Regions from separate parts of the Sus scrofa genome. Here region 2 is linked to region 1. A link is a contact called in public Hi-C data. All regions are on one chromosome and are shown on one strand. Each heading gives the region's core, a stretch centred on a gene start, on an enhancer-like site or on the middle of the called end of the contact. The rest is flanking DNA. Distances are from core to core; before and after follow the strand shown.

What was found. Hi-C and Micro-C count contacts between places; a contact is called where the count stands out from the background.
Region 2: a contact with region 1 is called in a Hi-C map of fetal skeletal muscle, with 2.2 times the contacts expected there. The contact joins two enhancer-like sites. A contact is called at or near these places in 2 of 47 Hi-C or Micro-C datasets (embryonic fibroblasts and fetal skeletal muscle) and 1 of 2 datasets of contacts at active chromatin or transcription factors (skeletal muscle).

Annotation. Positions count from the first base shown.
Region 1 is chr15:127,700,001-127,702,920 of Sscrofa11.1, forward strand. No RefSeq gene overlaps it. Among named protein-coding and RNA genes, the nearest start is that of IRS1, 610 kb to the right of the region's middle. Within about 2 kb of position 1,266, at least 8 of the 83 cell types and tissues checked have an H3K27ac peak or open chromatin away from gene starts, as enhancers often do. A contact at or near this core is called in fetal skeletal muscle, where this site is marked.
Region 2 is chr15:128,454,212-128,456,911 of Sscrofa11.1, forward strand. All of the region lies in intron 6 of RHBDD1 (rhomboid-related protein 4), which reads left to right. Among named protein-coding and RNA genes, the nearest start is that of RHBDD1, 110 kb to the left of the region's middle. Within about 2 kb of position 1,445, at least 17 of the 83 cell types and tissues checked have an H3K27ac peak or open chromatin away from gene starts, as enhancers often do. A contact at or near this core is called in fetal skeletal muscle, where this site is marked.

The DNA of each region.
Region 1 (2,920 bases), core at 16-2,515:
TTATCTCATCAGTAGATTAGATCAACACTACTGATCTAATCAGCTCTGTGTGTTGTGGAGAACTCAGATTTCTATCCACACACAGGGATTTATCTTGGCATTTTCTGCTACAACTGCTGCTTAACAAATTTTTAAAAATAAGTGCCCCCAAATGAAATATTCTAAGGGGTTGAAAAAAGTATTGCTTTAAACATTTTATTTTTAATTTTAATGATTAGTGTGTGTGTGTTGGCGGGGGTGATTCCCAGTGCCATGTAGGGAGATACAAGGGTGGAGATTCCTGGGCTGATCTATTTTATCCACAGATGAAATGACAGTGTGAGCAAACAGATGTTTGATCTATGCCTCTGAGCTTGGCGTAGCTAAAGGGAAGGATGCATTCCTTCCTATTGCTGGAGTCCCCCACCCAATCCCAAATATCAAAGCAAAAAAATTTGCATGCTCCAAAAAATAGAACCAAGATATAAGTGAAGAACTCTTCAAATATTTGTTTTAAAAATCCTTTGAGAGTGTATTGAATTTGGATCATGAAAGCAGAGGTCAATTTGTATTTTTTCATTTTTCCCAGTTTCACATTTTTAAAAAATGCTCTTTCACCACCTCCATGTGCAGAGGGCTATGAACTTGCTTTGTTTCCCAACTGACCTATTCATATCAAGTTAGTTACACCCACTTAAGTCCCTTCCTCAATTTTGGCTTGTCCAGTGAACCCTCCTATGGAGCTGGGAACTGATATAGAAATTTTGTGGGGTGTTTTGTTTGTTTGTTTTTTAACAGAAAATGGAATCCCTCAATGCCACAAGACACCCTTTCTTATTAAGAAACAAAAGGCATGGAAATTGCTAAAAAACAAATCAATTTCTATTAGAAAAAGTTACACGATTGGAAAAAGAAGAGCACATTGCTGTAATTACCGGTACATCAAGCAGGGATGAACAGCTGCGTGAACTTGGAGGCGGTAGAATAACAGCCACTGAGCCAGCTTCCCCATATGGTCCAAGGGAGGAGGTGGGGCTTCTAGCGGCTGAGGGGTTGGAGAGGTGAGGAGGGGGCACACTCAAATCCCATTCAAGTGAGAAACTCAAGCCAAGAAATGTCTGGCTTTCCAATCCAAACCCAGCTTCTTTTGAGCTGCAGTGGGAAAAATCCCCCTGGCCTCCATAACAAAAGCCTCTAAAATCAATGTTGTTTTTTCCTAAAGAGAGCAAAATGTGAGTGTTTTCAGACTTTTGGCTCCCCTGCTACTAATAGAAAAGATGACTTAAGAAAGACTGAATCACTTCCTCAGCCTTCTTGGGGTGTGGCTATGACTTGAAATGGTTGGTATCACTTCATAAACACTGTACAATCTAGCATTTGCCTTCTTCCCAATTAGAAGTTGGGTCCAGCCAACAGTGATGGGTCCCCACCACCAGGTAGTGGTCTCAGTCTGTTGCAGTGAAAAGCATTATAGCCTTCTAATTGGCATCCCCTTCAGAATTTGGCAAATTTGGTAAAAGCAGACCAGCACTATGGTAACCTTTCATTATCAATGCAAATCCTAACAGAAAAGCATTCCATTCTCCTTACATTGTATGTCATAAATGAAACACAATAAATTTTCTTGTGAAAACTTCTCAAAAGCCATTCCTGAATAGATGAGGCAGAAAATGCTTGCATTATACTACACAGAGCTAAAATTTGAGAGTCATTGGACGACTTGGCTATAAGGAATCTTTAGCTATTTGCAGGGTGAAATACCAAATAGGTTACATCATTTGCAAGGAGATGCCTTGTAAGTACCATGTCCAAAACCACTCTAGTTCCGACTATATGGAGGGTTATTATCACAGAGGATGGTGGCCAGCTGTTCTTCATTGCCACTGAAACAGAATGAGGAAAAAAAAAAAAAAGGCATTAAAATGGAATTGGAGGAATTCAAGCTTCCTGAAAATCTGAGTTGGTTAACAGGGGAGGGATCCATCCAAGAGGAGTTATATAATAGACATCTTTCATCACTGATTTTTTTTTTTGAAAAGAGATACAGTTCAGATAAAATTTTGTCTATCAGTCAAATAATTTGATAACCTTACCAAATTTGTCCTACTGAAAAAAAAATCTGAAAAATGTTTAAGAGTTATGACTGTGGGAAATTAGGCTATGTACGGAGAGTAACATATCCAGTTATGTGATGACACATGAAATCTCATAAAATGAGAGGGTATCACTAAAGTAATCCTGTCTGAAAGGGGTACATTTCATGACATAGATTTAGACAGGTTTATTCCAAAACGAAGTATAATAATTCCCCTGTAAATTAATACTTAATCATCTTTAGAAATATCTAAATTTTGAAATAGAAACAGCATTCTATTCAAATTAGGTATAATACTGTTTCTTAGGAAATAATTAGGTAGATAGATAAACACAAATTTATTTTTTGACAGGTAATTTGGAGTGCACATTCATATTCAATTTATGGGTTCTCTACTTAGGAATTTATAACTATATTCAAGCAGGTACTTAAATATTAACCACGTAAGACTTTCTTAATAAAGCAATTCATAAATCAGCTATGGGAAAGACACTCCAGTCTTTCACACATGGAGTAAATCTTTCACTGGCAGACTTCGAGCTCCATAGAACCCTTCCTTTTGTGTTTTTCATTCAACTGGAATGAAATTTCTGCTAGATCTCATTTCAGATCCTCCGCAAGACAGAGCTACCTTTCAGAAATCAGTACTTTACCAAGGACCACACTCAAGTTTGAACATCTCAGTAGACTTGGAATCAGAAATTGGAGATTATTAGGTTTCAACCTGAGAGCTTTTCTTCTCAGATGCCATAATAAAGAACATCACCTTCCTTTGTGGCTTTTCTGGCAGCTAGCATTTATCTTTGTGATCTCCGCTCTTGAGGGAAAACACGGTTTATAAATAGC
Region 2 (2,700 bases), core at 195-2,694, 750 kb after region 1:
CTGTTTACACCTGTGAGAGAAGCCTACCGGTGGCTTCCAGCTTTTGTGAGAGCTTCGAATCACGATGTCCTCCTTGGCTGCTCAGCATCTCAGGGACAGTTTCCTGGGTCAGGGATGGTTTTTATAATTACGTGTTGATAGCGGTGTCTCTCGACATGTAGGTAGGCCCCATTCAGGCTGACAGTATTGGAAAAGTAGCACTAATTTGGATTTTTATACGGTCTTTACAGCACAGATGTGCGTACCACCTCTTAGCCTATTTCTAGATACTGAAGTTCTCTAATGGCTTGGAATCCAGAGCCCAGACAGACCTCGAGCATTTGGAAGAGGAAACAAATAGACCGAATGGTATTCTGAAGCCTCCTGTCACCCATTCCCCCCGTTTATGTTACGCTTGTTATTGGCAGCAGCTCCCCATGTAAGTTTCTTTGTCCCTTCCCAAAGTTCTCCTCCTGGCCCTCTGTCTTTTCCCCCTTATTCTTTGATTTTCTAGCATGATATTTACTGGGGTTTTTGTTTGTTTAATGTTAAAAGGAATTTTAGGAGGTGGAGGTTTCTGAGGGAAACACTGGCTAATTCCAAATGCTCTATGATTATAAAAATTCACAGAAACATTACCTTTGGGCCTTTGCTTCAAGAGCCGGAAGTCGGGCTGTTTCTGATGTGAAACTCAAGTGGGAGCGAGTGGAGAAAACACAGGACAGATCCAGATGTCACCTGCGGTGCTTCTCTCTGCCTCTGTCTGCACAGGGCATCTGAGAATCTGGCCAAAGAGCAAGGGTGTCAGGGATGTTTCTGAGAGCAGGACCTGCCCAGCGTGAGAGAGGGGGTACTGTTCTCGCCCGCGGAAGGAGGGAGCTGCCGGCCCAGGCGGAACCTGCTGAACCACCAAGTACCAAGCTGCCGGCTCCAAAGATGCCTTTGTGGCTTCTCCCATCCCAGGCCGCCCAGGACAGCAGCAGCGAGGTGTCTGCGGTCATAGGCTCAGGAATTAAAAACAGTCTCTGGGGAGGAACCACTGGTGCTGGCGACCTTTGCAGATTATGGCCTCACAGAGTACTCACTAATACGCCTCCACACTTTGAACCACTAACTGGGGCCCAGTCCAGACCAGCGTTCGATGCCCTCCTGGATCCTGCTTCCCACCCCCGCCCACCCGCCACGTCTTCTGGGGTAGGACCAGGAGAGGGGCAGAAAGAAAGAGGATTGGGTGTCGGGGGTGGGGGGGGTGTCAGGTGAAAATGTAAGGCAGGGAACAGACTACTTTGATTCGGTTTAAAGCAAGTCATTTTTAGTATTACTGCATCCAGGATGAGTTGTCGTCTTATCACAGATTGTATCTGTTTATCTCTTCTCGTTTGGAGTTCGAGCGATACAGATCATTCCAGTAAGAAGCGCTCAGCTACGCCAGGCAGCGTGCACCATAGCCAGAGAAAATTCTGAGCTCAGAGCTGGTGAAAAGCTCTCTATCCGCATCCGTATCTACCACCGCATCTGTATCTCCCCCAGGGCCTCTCTGCTCTGGAAGAAATCTGATATGACACAGAAACTGCTAGATGCTGGCAAATAATCCCCGGGTTTCAGACCATCTAGACAATAAACAACTCCATAATATTCAGTGCAGCAGCTTCTGTAGAGCCCATCTGTTTCAAAATAACCCTAATTCTGCTTACAATGCGGAATGCTTTGTTGACTGGAATTTGTCCTAGTTTTTCTTCAGCCGATTCAGAGCCATGGGCCTCTGGCTCCACCTGCTGGCAAGTGGAAGGACTGGAGTGAAACCCAGAGTGGATGCTTTCAGTTGAAAGACAAATCTGAGCTGTAGTTCAGGGATTCTAAAGGCTGGGATAGCTCAGAATCACCGGGGAGTTCATTAAAATACAGTGGCCTAGGCTCCAGGCCAAGCCTGCTGAGTCGGAAACTCTCAGACAGCTCTCCTGGTGATTGATACACCAACATCAGAGAACCACCTGGAATTCAGAGTCACCTGGAATTCAGGGACCTGAACCAGCAAGGTCAAGGATGACCCCACCATATCCCGCTCACCTGCAAACCGGGAAAGTGACCAAGCCTCCTTGAGGTGCCCACTCCTGTCTCTTCCAGTTAGTTTATCCTGGTACCTCTTGGTGATAGAGTCAAAGCTTTATTCCCTGGGAACACATCAAAATAGTCTTTGTAAAGTGGAAGAACCTGGCAAACACTCCTTAACCCAGTGCTCAAGGTTATTTCTCGGGTGATAAGTCCTGTGATCGCGTGACATGACAGGAAGGGCACGTCCCGCTCTGGTCTTCTCCCCAAAACCTTAACTCCAGTCTAACGAGGAGGAGAAACATCAGACAAACCAAATTGGGGAACACGTTGCAGGCTGGTACGTCTCAAAATTGTCAAGGTTATGGGAAATAAGAAAAGACTGTGAAAGTACCACAGGCCAGAAGGGACTAAGGAAGGCTGACAGCTAAATGGACTGTTGGATCCTAGAACAGAAAAGGAAGTGAGTGGAAACACCAGTGAGCTTCAAGCAAAGTCTGGAATTTAGTGAATAGTAATATACCTGTCTGTACCTGGTTGGTTTTGACAACTGGATCATGATAGTGTAAGGTATCCGGCTGTATTCTCTTTGTAACTTTTCTGTAAATCTCAAATTATTACACAGTAGAAAGTTTATTTTAAAAACGTGAGGGGGAGTGGGCAGGGTGGCCT